Regions from separate parts of the Mus musculus genome. Here region 1 is linked to region 2. Evidence: chromatin contacts called from public HiChIP or PLAC-seq data. All regions are on one chromosome and are shown on one strand. Each heading gives the region's core, a stretch centred on a gene start, on an enhancer-like site or on the middle of the called end of the contact. The rest is flanking DNA. Distances are from core to core; before and after follow the strand shown. Region 1 has its middle 29 kb from the start of Gm10494. Region 2 has its middle 30 kb from the start of Gm32954.

Evidence for each region. HiChIP or PLAC-seq counts read pairs in DNA pulled down with a chosen protein or histone mark.
Region 1: an H3K27ac HiChIP or PLAC-seq map of the NIH/3T3 cell line shows a contact between it and region 2, with 2.9 times the contacts expected there. The contact joins two enhancer-like sites. A contact is called at or near these places in 1 of 15 datasets of contacts at CTCF or cohesin (the NIH/3T3 cell line), 1 of 484 Hi-C or Micro-C datasets (embryonic fibroblasts) and 3 of 115 datasets of contacts at active chromatin or transcription factors (the NIH/3T3 cell line, embryonic fibroblasts and embryonic stem cells).

Annotation. Positions count from the first base shown.
Region 1 is chr17:79,538,403-79,541,550 of GRCm38.p6, reverse strand. No RefSeq gene overlaps it. Among named protein-coding and RNA genes, the nearest start is that of Gm10494, 29 kb to the right of the region's middle. Within about 2 kb of position 1,305, at least 23 of the 459 cell types and tissues checked have an H3K27ac peak or open chromatin away from gene starts, as enhancers often do. A contact at or near this core is called in the NIH/3T3 cell line and embryonic fibroblasts, where this site is marked.
Region 2 is chr17:79,420,295-79,423,263 of GRCm38.p6, reverse strand. No RefSeq gene overlaps it. Among named protein-coding and RNA genes, the nearest start is that of Gm32954, 30 kb to the left of the region's middle. Within about 2 kb of position 1,438, at least 18 of the 459 cell types and tissues checked have an H3K27ac peak or open chromatin away from gene starts, as enhancers often do. A contact at or near this core is called in the NIH/3T3 cell line and embryonic fibroblasts, where this site is marked.

The DNA of each region.
Region 1 (3,148 bases), core at 56-2,555, 120 kb before region 2:
TCAAATGAATGGCAATAGCCTGTGTTGTTTTAGGCACCTCTGAGCCCTCTCTGATCAGCAAATCCATAGGGAGGTATTTCACTCCTGGTACTGGGATCTTTGCTTACCACCCCGTGGCCTTTGAGAGAAGCATTAGCCAGCCATACAGAGTAACTTTATTTAGATTCCTTTAAAAAATTCTACATTTCTAATTACTGTACAAAGTAGTGAGTTTCCATAAGACTTTTTACACATCTTTAGCATTGGTTAGACCTTTCTCTATACACTCCTCATCCGCGTATTCCCATCCCTAACTAAACCTTTCTACTCTCAGTGTTTACACCTCCCCCATCTACTTTCATATTACATGCATTCAATTATCCCTTACCTAGCTTAGGGGTTCTTCTCCTCCCACCTCCAAGAGACCCTTTCTAGCTTCTGACATCTATAATAAAATACCCTGGTTTTGTTTTGTTTTTTACCTCTGATTGAGAAACAGGTAGAAACCCAGAGCAACTTCTCCAACACTAAGAAAAGCAGAGTTAAGACGCAAGTCTAGACCTCTCATATCTGGTCCCATGTGACTTAGTACGTGAGAGAAGGCAGGAAGATGAAGGAGTAAAGCAGGACTTGTATGCCACAAGATGTCATCTACCACAAAGTCTTCTAGTCTCTCATTTTATCCACTCCATTACTTAACAAATATGTCATAGGCTGACTTTCCTACACACAGTGATGGCTGAGGCATGACTCAGTGACCATTGTTGTCCTCCCTGAGTGCACATTTTCCAGACTTCTTTTCACCAAGGCTTCTTTGGAGAATCTACAAGATCCATTAATGATTCTCATCTTTTAGCATGCTTGCAGCTCCGTCAGGTCTTAGCTACCAGTCTCTGAGTCACTAGATATGGGACGGCTTCAGGTTCTGACTAAGAAAACTAATGACATTGATGCTGGACCATTTTGAGCAGGGAAAGTGTAGTCTTCAACATATTTAAAAAAATTTTTTTTCAAGTCAATGCCACTAAACAATCTTCATTTGAGGGATACTTGGTGGATGCCATGAGAAAGGCCATCATTTACAAATTTCTGCTGTCAGTAGTTCTAAAAAAAATATCTAAGGTCAGATTGGACCTGTTGGGATCCAAACCAAGAAAGTTTTGGGGGACTTTTCTATGCTTTCTACAAGGCTGTTGTATGCAATTACCTCTAGTTTGTCAAGAGAGGTAGCTATTGGGTTTTCTGTCTTTTAGGAGGTAGTCAGTTCTGGAAAACCATACTGGCTCGTATGAACCCTGACTAATAACAGGAACTAGACAATTAGCTGACCACTGAAATTGCTCAAGATAATAGGATTGGGATGAGATGTCATCTTTATGGAATCTCTTCAGTTACCTTGGCCAAAGTCAACAGGGAAATGAGGAAATTTTCTGAAATTTGTATATAACTATTTCCAATGCTATTTATGTGCCTACCAACTACTATGTTTAAATGTAAATTCTTTTTCTTTTTCAGTTCAACAGTTACTATTAATGCTATTCAATTACAGGTTTTCGGCATGCTTGTCTCCCCCCACATATGTAGATGTCAAACATGTTACTAACCTAACATTTGGTGTATCTTCAAGAACACTGCGGTTCAGTTCTGGGAGGATACCCAGTTCAGGGGATGGTTGATGTTAATTCGTGGGTTGCTTTTGCTTTGTCTCACTAAAAAATAGGATGCTAGTGTAACACATTTTTGGGAGATTTTATCTCATGAGGCAAGTAGAAAATATCTGGTACTGATAGCAATAATCCATAAAGTTCCATATCTTAAAATATCATTTCTTTGAATTATACTAATGAGTTCTGTAAGTTCAAAAAAATAAAACATTACACTTTTTCCCCCTGCCAAAGCAAGCAGAAAAGCAGCCGGGGGGAGGGGGTGGGAAGGCAAGCTATTTCAGATTCTTTAAAAGCTCAGAATCTTAAGATATAAGATATGATAAATATAAGTAGCACAAACTTAATTATATTAGAAGAAGGAGAGGGAGAGGGAGTGGGGGAGGGGGAGGGGGAGAGGGGGAGCGGGAGAGGGAGAGGGAGAGAGGGAGGGGGAGAGGGAGGGAGAGAGGGGGGGGAGGGGAGAGGGGCGAGAGGGAGAGGGGGAGGGCAGAGGGAGGGGGAGAGGGGCAGGGGGAGAGGGAGGGAGAGAGATAGGAGAAGGGGAGAGGGAGGGGGAGAGGTGGAGGGAAGAGGGAGAGGGAGAGGGAGAGGGAGAGGGAGAGGGAGAGGGAGAGGGAGAGGGAGAGGGAGAGGGAGAGGGAGAGGGAGAGGGAGAGGGAGAGGGAGAGGGAGAGGGAGAGGGAGAGGGAGAGGGAGAGGGAGAGGGAGAGGGAGAGGGAGAGAGCATACAGCAGAAAGAGGTCTGACCTCAGGGAGGGTAGTAGAGGCTGGACATAGATAAGGAACAGCCTGACAAATAAGTTCACATCCTGATCAAGACTGTAAACTAAATGGCAGGAAATGTACTTAAGAAAAATATAGACACCGCCTGCTTGGCAGTGGCTGACATAGACCTAGCTGAGAAAGTTACATAAAACCGAGACCTGGAGGCTGAGAAGGTCCGAGAAGGGCGTGTTCTTTTTCCCCTGCAGGAAAGATTGTGGTTATGAGAGGAGTGGAATGAATAACTGACCATCTTCCTGGACAAGTTAAGTTTCTGACTGCTTCTCACTGCTGACAACTAACATTTCAAAGCTACTTCCTTAGCCTTCTTAACCCCCAAAGCCATGAGATTTGGCCACCCCATCTCACAAGAGGAATCTGATTATGATGTTAAGAAATTTGGCCAGGGAGGTACAGAAAATATAACTGACTTAGGTAAGAAATGAAGTGCAAGGAAGAATAAAATCCTTGCTGTGTTTCCTCTAAATATATTAGGCTAACTTTTTGGGTTTTATTTTATTTTTTATTTTATTTTATTTTTTGATTAGTGTTTAGTTTAGTGAAAACTTGAGACACAAACCCAAATGTATCTCAAAGCATCTCATCTATCCAGTTTGATCTGGTGCTTTGTTTTATGTTTCTGCCTTTTCTTCTCCTAGGCTCTGCCGCTGATGTTGGTACCTTGGCCTGGAGGTTAGGGAGAGGGGTTATCTGAGTTTTCCATTCTTGTTAACAGTGTC
Region 2 (2,969 bases), core at 189-2,688:
TTTTTGATTTCTCAAATATAAAACACATGCTCTTATTTTACTTGGAGAGAAGGCAAGCTCTCATAAACTCAGATATAGATGACATGGTCCATCTTACTGACTTCTGTTCTGTAATATAAATGGAATGCATGCTTAGAATGACTATAGCCTTATAGAAGTAGAGAAAACGTTATATCCCTTACTATGGACAGGAGCCACTTAGCTCAGACAGTTATTTGAGACCAGCCTTTGGAGGACTGAGCTCACACTTTTTCATGGCAGGTATTTCCTTTTTAGGAAGTTGACAATACTGTGGGACACTTTTTGCTAAGAAGAGAACAGGAGACCAATTCTCTGAAGGAGGATGACTAGAGTTCCTTCAGGGAAAGAGCTGTATGTCAGATGACAGAGCAGGGAGCTAAGGTGGGTGCACAAAATTCAGAAGTTGAGGTTTGGCCCTTGAGCCACAGTACCACCTTTGTGCTATGAACTATGCCTTTTTTCATTTTCACAGAACTCCCTGTATGTCTTCAATTAAACTTCTAGACCTGTCCAACTATGATTTGGACATTTGGAAAACAGGCCAGCGCTCACACTAGAAGACAGACATGGACATCAGGACTCTGGAAAACCATGTGGCTGGGATGAAGGCTGGGACAATGATGTAGATATGTCACTAAAATCTGGAAGTGCGCAATAAAAGGAAGGAGCAAGAGAGAGAAAGAAGGTAGGGAGAGAGAGAGAAGCTGGGACTTTGGTAGCTTGAAATATAAAGAGAATTTAATCACAGGCTAAAGAAGTTTAAAATAAATCTTAAAAGAAATTGTGAACAGTTTCAAAGAACTAAGCCACTATATAGTAGAAGCTGCCATGTTTTGTTTGCTAATGGAAATGTCTTGAATATTAAAAAGAAAAATACAAATTTTTATGTAGAAAACTCTGATGGATTTGTGTGTTCTATCTTATAAAATAGCACTAAAATGCATAAAAAGATAAATCTAAATAAAAATTCCCTTGTTCTTATACTTACATACCAATACTACTTACTCCTAGCCATTTCCAAGTCAGTAAGTATAAAATGATAAGGGTACTTTAACAATAGCACCTTAGTATTACCAAAGCTTGATAAAACTAGACGTTCAAAATGAAGGGTAGGAGTAGAAACAAAGATTCACTACCAGCTCCACATTTAAATTTATTTCATAATTTTCACTTGAAGGAGCTGTGGCACATACACACACGTACCATGTAAACAACTGCAAAATCCCAAGGCGTTGCCTTCTAGTTCTGAAGAAGCAGGCTTCAAGTTAAAAAAAGAAAAAAATCCTCTAGTATGCAAACCTCAAATACCAATTTCGATGATCTATGTGCTTGATATCCACATAAAACCGCCTTTTACATTCTCGAGATGAGGGTACACTTGTGGAATTTCCAAAACCTGCATTCCACGAGAATGGAATACAGCGTCCAATGGTGTGAATCAGAAACAGAGCATTTTCCATTGTGCATTTCCTCCCCACTTACTGCAGGCTGGCACTAACAAAGAAGCAGTCTGGGATGCAAATAACTGCTGCCTCCGTGTGTAAATGTGACTGCTCTCCTCCAGGTCAGCACCAGTGTAGCCTCAGCAAGTCATCTTGGTTTGCTGAACTCTTCCTCTGCCTTCCTTTCATTCACTACAAAATAACCCACTGGGATGCTTCCACTAAACACCTTACCCTGTTGTTTTTCCTCTATGGATGTGAATAAAATCACAGACCAGTAAACAGGGGCACTAAAATTAGGTGCCACTATTCCTTGTGATGGGCTCATCCATATAACTAAATACAAGTTTGATATCTGTAAAAGATTATCATCAGGATGATAATTTCCCAAATACATTCCTGAACACAGAGTGCCGAGATCCTCAAGGCCACATCACTGAGACAAGCTAGAGAATCAGAGTGGCCTTGAGGCTCCTGGGTCTGTACCCTCTGGGTATAAAAAACAGAGTAGTAAGGACCATTGCACTTATGAATTCACAGCCACTGGGACTGTACAAACAAGAATTATACAAGAGCAAGCCAGCCAAAATCCCAGGCTAGAGGGAAAGGGACCCTAAGGGTCTACCTCCACCTGAGGAACTCCTGGCATTTGAGAATTACTGGGGAAGAGAAAGGATAAGGGCTCTAAGACACTTCCTATGCCCCACTAGATGTTCCACACCCATGCATAAACAGGGAGCTTCAAGTGTCCATTAAGAAAAGGAGAGCTAGGTGTAGGAGTACATGCCTTTAATCCCGGAACTCAGGAGGCAGAGGCAGACAGATCTCTATGACTTCAAGGCTAGCCTGGTCTACATAGAGACCTTGTCTCAAAGAGAAAGAGAGAACATGGCATTGGGAGGGAAAGTGTTGGTAAGGGATGGATTGGAGAGAAGGGACTAGGCAATGGGTCTGATCCAGGCGCATTATATGCATGTATGAATATTAAATAAAATACCTAAATTAAAATAAAAAATAAACACTTCAAAGGAAAGGAAAAAACTAAAGGAATATCTGAACCACCCATCTACCCCTCATTTCCAATCACATCGACTTCCTCCATTTACTGTTTTCTGTCTTAGCTACAATTCTCTGGCTGTCGATGAAAAGCTTGAGGGAATCTATTGGAGTTTCCTTGTTGATAGTAGGATTCTTTGAGTCCCTTGAGACACATTGTCTGTTTCACTTTGAAGGAGCTCTCCTTGCTATCCTATGCAGCGACTCTGAGTTGAGGGTATTCTCCTTCTCACTTGTCCCCTAAGTCCTTGCCATCCTATCAGGTGTTTGACACTGGCTTCATCCAGGGTTCTCTGCCTCACAGCAACCTGGGTTAGGTAGAGACTTGTTCTTACAGTTTTCATTCATATCAAATCTCCAAGGCCTGACAGAAGAGAGGAAACTACTGTCAGCTTCAGTGTTGGTACAAGGCCAACACAATGGATCTGAATGAATTTGTAACCTTGCAAC